Regions from separate parts of the Mus musculus genome. Here all the other regions are linked to region 2. Evidence: chromatin contacts called from public Micro-C and promoter capture Hi-C data. All regions are on one chromosome and are shown on one strand. The core of a region is the stretch at or near the end of the contact, and the rest is flanking DNA. Distances in the headings are between cores, read along the strand shown.

The links. Promoter capture Hi-C pulls out the DNA fragments that hold promoters and counts their contacts. A called contact is a pair of places that touch in the nucleus more often than the background predicts.
Region 1: a contact with region 2 is called in a Micro-C map of embryonic stem cells, with 12 times the contacts expected there. The contact joins the promoter of Zbtb14 here to the promoter of Lama1 in region 2. A contact is called at or near these places in 1 of 39 promoter capture datasets (hippocampal neurons), 1 of 484 Hi-C or Micro-C datasets (embryonic stem cells) and 1 of 115 datasets of contacts at active chromatin or transcription factors (astrocytes).
Region 3: a Micro-C map of embryonic stem cells shows a contact between it and region 2, with 5 times the contacts expected there. The contact joins the enhancer-like site here to the promoter of Lama1 in region 2. A contact is called at or near these places in 1 of 39 promoter capture datasets (liver), 1 of 484 Hi-C or Micro-C datasets (embryonic stem cells), 2 of 115 datasets of contacts at active chromatin or transcription factors (astrocytes and embryonic stem cells) and 1 of 9 other capture datasets (embryonic stem cells).
Region 4: a promoter capture Hi-C map of embryonic stem cells shows a contact between it and region 2, with 8 times the contacts expected there. The contact joins the promoter of Rab12 here to the promoter of Lama1 in region 2. A contact is called at or near these places in 4 of 39 promoter capture datasets (cranial neural crest, embryonic stem cells, hippocampal neurons and 1 more), 1 of 15 datasets of contacts at CTCF or cohesin (embryonic stem cells), 1 of 484 Hi-C or Micro-C datasets (embryonic stem cells), 11 of 115 datasets of contacts at active chromatin or transcription factors (astrocytes, differentiating embryonic stem cells, embryonic forebrain and 6 more) and 2 of 9 other capture datasets (adipose tissue and embryonic stem cells).

What each region holds. Positions count from the first base shown.
Region 1 is chr17:69,382,413-69,385,144 of GRCm38.p6, reverse strand. It overlaps Zbtb14 (zinc finger and BTB domain containing 14), which reads right to left and starts at 1,341. Exons shown (of 3, transcript NM_009547.3): 1 at 920-1,341. It overlaps Gm49894 (transcription initiation factor TFIID subunit 4-like), which reads left to right and starts at 964. Exons shown (of 3, transcript XM_030250167.1): 1 at 964-1,045; 2 at 1,134-1,969. The coding sequence starts at 964.
Region 2 is chr17:67,695,996-67,698,695 of GRCm38.p6, reverse strand. It overlaps Lama1 (laminin, alpha 1), which reads right to left and starts at 1,431. Exons shown (of 63, transcript NM_008480.2): 1 at 1,280-1,431. The coding sequence starts at 1,361.
Region 3 is chr17:66,284,097-66,286,796 of GRCm38.p6, reverse strand. No RefSeq gene overlaps it. Among named protein-coding and RNA genes, the nearest start is that of Gm20742, 93 kb to the right of the region's middle. Within about 2 kb of position 1,311, at least 8 of the 459 cell types and tissues checked have an H3K27ac peak or open chromatin away from gene starts, as enhancers often do. A contact at or near this core is called in embryonic stem cells, where this site is marked.
Region 4 is chr17:66,518,241-66,520,940 of GRCm38.p6, reverse strand. Rab12 (RAB12, member RAS oncogene family) reads left to right here and starts at 1,271. Exons shown (of 6, transcript NM_024448.2): 1 at 1,271-1,593. The coding sequence starts at 1,371. It overlaps Gm41608 (a long non-coding RNA gene), which reads right to left. Exons shown (of 3, transcript XR_876914.3): 1 at 1,996-2,700.

The sequences.
Region 1 (2,732 bases), core at 92-2,591, 1.7 Mb before region 2:
GACATCTAGATGCATGTTTGAATATCGGACGGCTGCAGGAACACACATACCCAACAGCTAAAGAGTGGAGAAATAAGCATGCCACTTTGTCTACTACACAATTACAAACTTGTCTCCAAGACTGCCATGGAGAAATCTTACATTTTTCTCCCTCCATCCCCGGATGCAGGTTCAAAGAATTTTCTTTCGTTCTTAACTCTCACCCAAAGAACTCCACATCCTGCAGCCCAACAGGCTTTGAAGAACAAAAATTTCCTCTACTGACCACCAATCCCACAAGTGCAGTAGAAGCAGGTGGCCGTGTTACAATACAGTCCTACACAATGACTTTGTCCGAGATTCCACCAAAGGGTCGACATCCTGAGAACCCATAACAAGTTCATACTATAGGAATCACAGGGCTCTGAGTTAGCAGGCTTTCCCATGTGCACGGAGTGAGGGCTGGTAAGATAGTTTCTAAGGATGCTCCCTCCAGTCTTCACCTCAGCCTTCCTGGGTTCTAGATGCACCCTGGGCCGGCAGTCAGCCTAAGGGAAGGCATTCCCTGCAGAAATTCCCTCCGTGGCACTTCTGAGGTCATGGACTTGGGAGAAGAGTGGCCCTATGGTAGCTATGGCAACATATCAGCGTGCGTACGCCTTCTCGATTCTGGTGAGTGTGTAATTCTTTTTCAAAGGAGGTCACAGGGCAATCGGCTCGGTTTTTTTTTCCCCCTATAGAGATGTTCCCATTGCTAAGTTCAAATGAGTCAAACCTGAAGATAACCATTGCCAGTATGTGTGTAAGTAGGTGTAGGACAAGACATAGCCCAACACCTATAATACTATAAAGCAGCTCCTTGCTAGCAGCTCCCCAAATCGCGGGAGCGTTAAGGCGTCCTCACCGAGCACAGAGCCAGGCTTTCCCAAAGCAAACTTACATAAGCAGCCGCAGCCGCCTCCTTATTCCGGAGCAGCTGCGACAATGGCGGCCACACCACTTCCCTGTTGCGACCGCACAACTTGGGAGTGGGGAATCCGGGGCCCCGCGAAAGACATGGGGCGCAGTCCGCGCGTGGGGAGCCCACATTCGCATTTCGCAGCCAATGAGCCGCCGGATGCAGCGAGCCCTCAGCATTCTCTCCTAAACAAAAGCTCCCCTGAGCTGTGCCCGCCAGCGACGGGCCACCTTCCCTTCCACCATCCTCCACTTCTCCAGGTCGCGGCGCGGGCGCGAGGCTCTCTTCCTTGGCCCGCAGCAGCCCCGGCGGCGCGACGAGCTCGGGAGCGGGCATGCGGCCGGTTCCGCAGCCCCGCGCCGCGCCGCGCCCTGCTCCGCCCGCGAGCCCCGAGCTCGCGCCCCGCGCACTCCGCGGCCTGCGCGTCTGGTCCTCCCGCGCCCTCCCGCGGCCAAGGGCGGGGGCGGCGCGCGGCCGGCTCCCCGGAGCTCGGCGGACGCAGGCGGGGGAGCGTGCGCGGGGGGTCCCGTCGGCTCCGGGGGAAACCACAGCTGCGAGGGGCGGCGCCCCGCGGGCCGCGCTCGGGCCCGGCTCGGCCGTCCCCACCCCCACCGCGGTGCACTGCGGCGCGGAGAGCCAGGCGGCCATGAACTCGGCCGCGGAGAGAGAGCGCGCGCGCGGGGCCGCCGCCTGGCCTCTTCCCCACCCGCTCGCTGGCCTGCGCAGCCACCGGGGACGCCCGGCCCCCCACGCCCAACCGCGGCCCACGCCCCGATCCCGCTCGCACCGCGCTGCGCCGCCACATCCTGCAGCTGGCTGCTGCCCCGGAGCTCGGCGGGAACGCGCCTCCTCGCAGCCGCCCCGGCCGCGCCCGCCGCCGGCTGCCCCCGCGTCCCCGCGCCCGTCCCCGGCCCTTCCAGCACCCGGCCCGCGCTTACCTGCAGCTTGGCACCGCTACAGACGCTCGCTGTCGCTGTGGGCTCCCTCGCTCGGCAGCGCGCAAGCCAGGGACGGGATGGACGCGGGGGCACGGTGGGTGGCAGTGTTTTGGATTTTTTTTTAATTTTTTTTTTTCTGAGTTTGGGGAGGGGGTGGGGTAGGGGGGGAATCGTGCACGTCCCTGGTGGTGGCAGCCCTCCTCCTGCACGAGCACACACTAGCCAACCCGCCGCGAACACCCCCACCACCCCCCTCCCCGTGCATGCGCGGTGCGGGCTCCGGGGTAGTGGGGGGGAGAGAAGGCGCGCCGCCGCTTGCGCAGGCACGGAACTGGCTGGGGCCTCCCTCGTGAGCGAGCGAGGAAAGGGTTAATCTGGGACCTGACGGGTGGTTGCTTTCCCTGGGTCTACGGGGCCGCCCGCGGAGAGCCCTGGCCTGCGCACGCGCGCGCACGCGCGCGGCAAGGGGCGCGCGGAGCCCGCGCGCGGGAGAAGGGGGTGGGCGGGGTCGGGGCGGGGCTTCTGCCGGCCAGGGGAGCGAATGCACGAGCTCCTTTCTCGAGCACCCGCCCCCTCCTGGAGCTCCCGACTCCAGGGCTCCCGCCGGCGCCCGGCCTCGGCACTGCGTCGGGAACGCGGGGAGCCTGCGCTCCCGTGCGTGTGCGTGTGCATGTGCGTGGGCCATGTCTGCCCCTGGGCGCGCACGGTTCGGGCGCTGAGCTCGGCCTGGCTTTTGGGCAGGTGTCCCGGTGCACCGTCTGTCTCCCCTGTACCGTCTCGACCGAATATCCAGGCTCATGGCTTGGTTCGTGCCACTGAGGCATTGTTTATGGGGAGCAGGCATTTGCAGAGCAAAT
Region 2 (2,700 bases), core at 182-2,681:
CTCCACCCTGTGAGAACCCTGATTTGGTCACTTTCAGCAACCTCACAGGCAGGAGTTGGGCTCTCAGCGTCAAAAGCTTCCCTCCCAAAGGCTGGCTCTTTTCTTTCCCTGATAACTATGTAAATTCCCCTCTCCCAGCCCCCGCTCCTGAGCTGAGCAGCCGCCGGGCTATTCAAAGCTGCGTTTCCAGCTCGGTCCAGCGCTTTCATCATGAATGCATGAATGAATGGGATGCTCATAGCCTGCACAGCTCACGGCTCTGCACAATGCCCAAACACACATTTTTCCCACGAGGGCATTTCGAGTTCGGCCTCCTACTTTTAACCTGTGCTCCTGGAGAGCAATCTGTGGGAACACACTCAATGTCACTTGTTGCATACATTGAGACGTTTTCGACAAACATTTGTGACCACCTAGCAGGGGCTTGCAGATAACTCTGGGTGGCATGGTATATTCTCTGTCCCTCCACCTCCCATCTCCAGTGCCCACTGAAAATTCACTTTGGGTTGGCTTCTGTTCTCAACCTTGTAAAGAAAGCTACTGATTCCAAGGAGAGCCGACACACTCACTGTCCGACCTTTCTAGCCCCTTACGCCATAATTTATAGTGCACATAATTTAAACACGCGTGGGGAGTCTATTTGCTCACTTTACAGAGTACACAAAGAGCACACTTTAGAGAACACATTTGTGTCCTGGACGCCATATGCGGGTCCCAGTTGCCCAGGACAGCTGACCTTGGAACCCCTTCTCCATCAGTCTTTTCCCGCTAGACCACCCTGGATGCTAGTGCCCCAGAGGAGCCGGCCTTTCTCCTTCCATGGTCTCTCTCTGCAACACAGGACAATGAAGTGAATGCCAGAGAACTCCGTTCCCATTCATTGCGGGAGCGCTGCATACAATCAACCAACCCGGCGGTCTCCGGCCAGTCCGCAGCCACTCAGGCGTTGGGTACGGAGTCAGTGTCCCTTCTCACGTGCCGGACACGCCACTCTCGCCACCCACTGTACTCCTGGATCTCAAGGTCCCACTAAGCTAGAAAGCAGGTGACCCCTAGAGTCAGAGGAAACCAGAGCCTAGAGCTCCAGGGAGCAGCCAGCGTCCTCAGGGAGGCGGCTTCCGCTGGAGTCCCTGCAGCCCCGTGCGGCCCGCAGCAGGTCCGCGCTGCGCCAGGGTGCGTGCGCCCATCCACAGCCCCGAGCGCCGCGCTTTGTCCCCTGCGCCCGCACGCTCCCGCTCGCCAGTCGGAGGGTCAGCGGTGTTCCCGCCGCGGAGCTCACCTCTCTGCTGGCTCCGCACGGTGACCCAGAGCACCGAGGCCAGGAGCACCAGGAGCGCGGCTCCCGTGCCGCTGCCGCGCATGTTGTCGCCGCCGCTCCCTGCGCTCCTGGGGAAGGTCTCGCCCGTGCTCGCTCACAGGCACTGCGCGAGTGTGCTCTTCCCAGCTCGACCCTGGCCTGGTGCGCAGGCCCTTCGGACACACCCCCGCCTGCCTGGCCGCGCCCCGCCCCTGTCCTACCCAGGACCTCCCCCAAAGGCGCCCCGCTGCGCCCAGGTCTGTCCTCCAGGGGGAGCCCCGCCGTGCGGAGTCCTTCCTAGGGGTCTCTTCCCAAGGGGATCTGTTCTGCCCCTGGTGGTGGTGGCGGGGTGCCTCTCCTGGGTGGTACTCTGACCCTCCACTCCAGTTGGGGTGAGCATTCAGGGTCCAATAGGGAGGAAGGTGGAGAGACAGGGGCCGGGGAGAAGCAGGTTTCTGTTAAGCCTGGCCCTGGAGGGTGGATTCCAAGAAAGTATTTGCCCTGTTGACCCTTTTCTGCCTGTTGGAACTGTGCAGTCTTGGCCAATCCCCAGCTGTAGAAATATAGTCAGGTCACAGTCCATTCTTGCGGGACCCTATATCCTGTCTGTTCCTGCACAGGACACTCTCAGTGGTTTTGGTTTGGGTGGCTGTGTTTTCATTTTGTTTGTTTGCCAGCCCCCTTCAGAAAATGGGTAGCTTTTTTGCCTAGGGAAAGCTCAGACGGTTGCTGGGACTTAAGTATAAGGGTAGTCTCCAAGTCTCAACGCTCATTTTGGAAAAACTCGTTTTAAACCTGAGAAAGTTTTAGTTTAGTTTCCTCGCAAACGTATTCATAACGCATTTCCACACTATGCACAGACACCATGACGTTTCCCACGATGCCCTGTGCCGTTTTCTCTTTCATAGGAGGAGGTCATTTTTGTTCAGTTTGTCTAAATCACTTTGAAAACTCTACCAATTCCCGGTTTCTCTAAGCACAGGTCCTTAACCACGTAATGAGTAAATTCTAATGAGAATAGTTGGCTATTATTTGTTAACAGGAAGTACAAAACAAACCTGTACCGTTTGGCCCTTTAAACAGGTACGGGGGGGGGGGGCTGCAGAGAGGGTTTAGGGGCTTAGAGCACGTGCTGTTCTTGCAGAGATCAGGGCTCAATTCAGGCTCACAAGCTTCTGTAACTCTAGTTCCAAGGATACAACACCCTCTCTTGACCTCTGCGTGCACTGAGTATGCATGTGGTGGGTAGTTAGCACAGGCGAAATTATCACACACACGGGGAAAAATCCACTGTGGCTCAGTAATGCCACTCAACACATCACTAAAGGTTAAAGTCAGATGTTCTTAACTACTTAAATATTAAAATGAATACCTAGATGGCAAGTGAGTGATGAGGGGTAAAG
Region 3 (2,700 bases), core at 62-2,561, 1.4 Mb after region 2:
GGTCTGTAGTTTTAGTTTTAGGGGATTCAAAACCCTCTATTGACCTCCTCAGACACCAGGCATATACATGCTACATGTACATACATGCAGGCCAATACTCACATACACACATAAAAATAATAAATATTTTTTTAAACGAATATTGCTGACTTTCACCAGGTTTCGGGAAGATATCCTGGACCCGTTGGCCTTTCCCGGGCACCAAGAATATCTTTGTCACTCAACGGTGACAAATGACATTGGTCATGCTGCTGAGGTGACTCATGGCGGGGCTTCTCTGCAGTTTACACTAAGCGATGACTCCCAGTGGGAGAAGGTTTCACAGAAACACCAACCTTGTGATTAGAGTTGGAGCTTTGAGTCAGGAGACACCTGCTCCAACCTCAGGGTAGGGAAGGGAAGCTAAGATTTGGTTTAACAAACTCTGGGCATCTGCTTCAGTGCTTTTCAATAAGTGACAGAACTCTACATATTATTCCACACTGATATCCCAGGATGCATCCTGATTCCACTGAAAGAAAGCCCTGGAAACTTTGCATTTAGAGTTCTCCTCCTCAGCCTTCTCTCGGCTGGTTGTGATTTATATCTCTTTTTTTCCTGTAGTAAAAACAAAGTTCCAAAATGACACAGCTCTTCTCGGAGTTCTGTTCACGGTGCTAGTGAGTTGTTGCACCTCAATGGGTTGTGGGAACCCCTGTACCCAAGTCCAGGTGGTTAGAAGTAAGGGTGGCCCCAACACCTTTGAATGGAAGGCTGGTGTCTGTGGTGTGCACTGTGGGTGCCGGAGCCCTTACCGGGAAGTCTATCCAAACTCTAGTCGAGAGCACTGTCAGTGTCCTTCTCTTGGCCTGTGAGGTTTCTGACAAGATTCATGGAAAGTTATACATCTATAACTGATAGAGGAGAAAGCCTACAAGCAGTCATTGGTTGTCTGCTAGTAAGAGACTCCTGGGTGAAGGGTTCATTCTCTGCTCATGTCCCCATAATTTTCTCCATCTTTCTATCCTGCTTCAGGCTCAGGAGCTGGTGATTTATTTATTTTATTGTGTGTGTTTAGCGTGTGCACGTGTATTAGTTAAAACACCACGACCAAGGCAATTTATAGAAGAGAGTGTATTTCGGCTTATGGTTCTGTAGAGATAAGGAGTCCATGATGGCAGAACACAGGCATGGCGGCTGGAGTGGGTCGGACCTTCTAACTGCACCACGGACCAGGAAATAGTCTTTAAAGTCTCCAATCCCCCTACAGTGATGCATCTCCTCCAACAAAGCCACACCTCCAATCATCCCGAAACACCACCACCGTCTGGCGACTAAGCGTTCAAATGCACAAGTTGATGGGAGACATTTCTTATTCAAACCACCAGAGCGACTGTGTGTGAGGCCTGACCTTGGTGTCCGGTGACCTCTGTGATCACTTTATTTATTGAGATAAAGTCTCTCACTGAACCTAGAGCTCACCAACCAGATCACTGTAGTTAAAGAGCTTCCCAAAGCACCCCTTGTCTCTGCCTTTTAAGTTCTGAGATTACTAGGGGCCCGCCGTACCTGCCTGTTTCTTACACGGGTTCTGGGAATCCTTGACAAGTGCTTTATCCGTCTTCTAAGCCCCCTCTGTAGTATATTTTTTAAAGGGCTAATAATTTGTTGACATTAGAGTCTAAGTTTTATGTGTAATCTCCCAAGAAGCTGTGTCTAAAGGCCAATACAAATTGGGACTATTTCTCTTTTAAAAAATCTCAATAATGACGCTATTGCTACACCTGCCCGTGACCAGGAACTGCATCCGATGCCCGTGCCCAACAAAGCTTTCTTTATGATATCTTGGATACATAGAGAGCACACAGCCCAGGGCACCAGGACTCCACTCAAAGGCACATCCCTGTGTGTTAGGAAGACAGACCAGAGGACTTCCAACTAGCCCCTACCTCCTAAAGACTCCTCCATTTCCTCCCATTGCCACGGGGCAGGAACCAGGCTTCGAACACACAGCCTTTAGGGAACACTGGATCAAACTTATCAGTACTCTTCTGAGACATTGACTATGTGAATGAGCCCAGGCCTTCAGATTATATGAAGTATTTACTGGTGAAATTCGCTGTTGACGCAGCCACTGGTACTTAGAGTATTCCAGGACAGCAAGCGCTGCCCAGGAGTTGATGTGATGGACATGGAGGTGCGGGAGGGAGGCAAGGCTGTCACAAAACGCATGCTCTTTATTTTAAAAACACGCACAGGGGCATTCATCTGTTTCCAAAATTCAATCTTCTGTGCTGACAGCATTTTCCCATCCCTAGCTCCCGGTGTAGGATAATGTGTTTGTACCTGGCAAGGACTGCGCAGATAGTAGAGAATGTAGCATAGTGAGGTATGTGCAATGTCTGTGTGATGACTCATAGCTATGAGTTAGATTTAACTTAAGTAGTGCATTCATCCTTTGTTGCCACAATTTGCCGATACTTGCTGAATAGCACATAGACCCTAACTCTGTAACACCGCTCCCGGATAAACATTTGGAGGGGCGGTAAATGTAACGGGGGGTGGGGGGAGGCTGTGACTGTTTTGTGCTGGGTGTTTGCAAAATGCTCTCACAGGCAGCTCACTGACTCCTTGAAGTGACTTTTTTGATGCATTAAGCTTGGCTCGTATTTTAGAGAAGAAAACAATGAAGCAATAGAGTGGGAAAACAGCACTAGCTCT
Region 4 (2,700 bases), core at 22-2,521, 1.2 Mb after region 2:
AAAGACGCAAACAAGCATGGAACCCGAGTCCTGTGGATTTCTTTCCAAACTCCCCCATTTAAGACATCCACTATTCTGGTACATTATAGACCTGCCTATGGGGGAAGAGATACTATTTTGGATGCCAGGGTCTTTAACCTTACAAGTTATGCAGAGTCACCTGCCTACTAGGAACAGTTGAATACCTTGCATTTATATCATCCTTTGGAGTCTGCAACAGGGTGTATGGCTTATTGTTTTGTTGTTCTTTTGTATTGACGTTTTTGCAACAGTGATAGATGAAAAGAGTCTTTTCATTCATTCCCATGTGAGCCTCTAGGTTCCATCCCCAGTACCGCCAAGAAAAAAAGAACGATAATTTAGAATAGGCTATAACATTTTTAAAAATCCAATTGGGATTACTTTTGCAAAATAATGTGATTTCTTCAACTGTGCATCCATGGCAAAACAAACGCATGCGCTATGTATTAGTAAACTTAGCTCTAAATACGGCTGAAATTTGGTGAGTAATGTGATCATTCTTCGCAAGCATGCCAGCTCCTATCATGTTTAGAACCCTGTGTTCCGAGGTGCTCAAGTTCACGCAAAGGAATTTGCTAAATAAATCCCTGGCAAGCTTCTGTAGCCGTAAATACTTTCAAGTAGAAATGGCAAAATAACACACCCAAGTCAGTACCTAAACCTTCGGAGTTTAGGTCGCTTGTCATCTGAGTTTTTACCTGCTGGCTTCCCCTAAGGTGCATGTCACTCACTGAATTTTACGAACTGTAAGTCTGAGGAAGACTTTTAAGATCCATTTAAGATAGCTGATTCCTCGGGGCCCCACAGGAAAAGTGCACGCAGAGGTGCGGCCCTGCCAGGGTACGTGGGCTTCCTCCAAAGTGGCGTTCACACCCTAACCCCGCGTGGGCCAGACCGAGACCCCCAGCACCCAAACACCCTAAATTCTGGAAGATGATCACAGGCTATATGCACTTTGAGACACGTTTGGGACGGGCTGCTAAAAAGAAGTGTGTGGTTCTTGGGAACGGTGCACGATGAGGATAAACCACGAGTGAAAGTGCGCCGAGTGGGGAGGGCCGAGGGAACAGGGGTGACGGAGAGCGACCCACACATAACATACACCCCACGGAGCGGAGCGCACGGCTCGGTCCTCCGACCGACAGGGGGCGGGCTCCAGTCCCGCGTGGCGCCGCGCCTGCGCTTCCTGCCCCTCCCGGTCCGGGATGCTGCTACCGCTGCTGCGGAGAAGCTGCTTCCCTTCCTCTACTCCCGGCGGCGGCGGCGGCGGCGGTAGCGCGGAGCGGGTGGAGGGTGCGCGGGGGCCCGGGGCGCGCGGACGGCGGCCCGAGCGCGAGCCGTATGCGTGCATGGATCCCAGCGCCGCGCTGCACCGGCGGCCCGCGGGCGGCAGCCTGGGCGCGGTCTCCCCGGCGCTGTCGGGCGGCCAGGCCCGCCGGAGGAAGCAGCCCCCCAGGCCGGCCGACTTCAAGCTGCAGGTCATCATCATCGGCTCCCGCGGCGTGGGCAAGACCAGCCTGATGGAGCGCTTCACCGACGACACGTTCTGCGAGGCCTGCAAGTCCACCGTGGGTACGCCGGGCCTGTGGCGGGTGGGCCTGGGGGAGGTCGGGGCCCGGTCCCTGTCCCCATGGAAGCTCTGACCCTCTCCCAGGGCCTCAACGAATCATCCTACGGATGCCCGGGCATACCCGCCGTGGGCACATCTGGCATCCGAGCCGCGCACAGCCCAGGTCTCCGTGGAAGCCCGACCCTCTCTTGTGGCCAGACCGAGCTTTTCCGTGGCCTTTCCGCGGGTGTCGGACCCCCGAAGCCCAAACATTCCCTCCCGGAGCCTTCACCAGTCATGAGGTCCGGGTGATGCATCCGCGGAAACTCCCGGTCCGTTACTCCTGCTCACCCAGGAAAACGGCTTTGTGAACCGAAAGTAGAGCTGAAGGCCACCCACCAGTGCAGTGCCCCGGGGTTACTCACCATCTTAAATGGGTCCGGACCTCGCAGCTTTGCAGGCTGGAGGGATGGACCAAGGTTTGCTTTCTCATTTTCTGTCTATTTTCGTGGTTTACAGAAAAGAAGTTTGTTGCAGAGACAGTTCGCGCTAAAGCTACACTCGGGTTTCTTTCTTGTTCTGTGCACAAATGTAGGGCAAAGGGATTTCAGCTGTGTTTATCCTTGACCTCAAATAACCGGGTGGATAGGCGGGCAAAGTAAGGGCGATTTCCCGGCACCCACCCGAGGTCGGTGAATTACCGGGAAATCCATAGGTAACGCTCCTGTTACCTTCCTCGGGATCTGGGTTTGAAACTGCAAGGGAATGTTTTTAGTGACACTGGATTGACAGGGCTTGACATAGAGGTTTGTTGGGGTTATGGGAAACAGTTGTGACCATGGAAAAGCTACCTGGAAAACTCTCATTTGGGGTGGCTTATAGAAAAAGGGGGTGAGCAGGAGGGACTGGACAGAGTGACAAAAAATCTAGCGTTCTCCCTGAATCCTAGCCCCAAGGAGAGGAAGGTGGATCTCTGATTTCGAGGCCAGCCTGGTCTGTCTACACAGTGAGTTCCAGGACAGCCAGGGCTATGCAGAGAGACCCTGTCTCAAAACAAACAAAATCTCAGCTTGGAGGTTTGAAAAGCTAAACACTGGTGCACATATTTTCCGTTGTAACCATTGATGGTT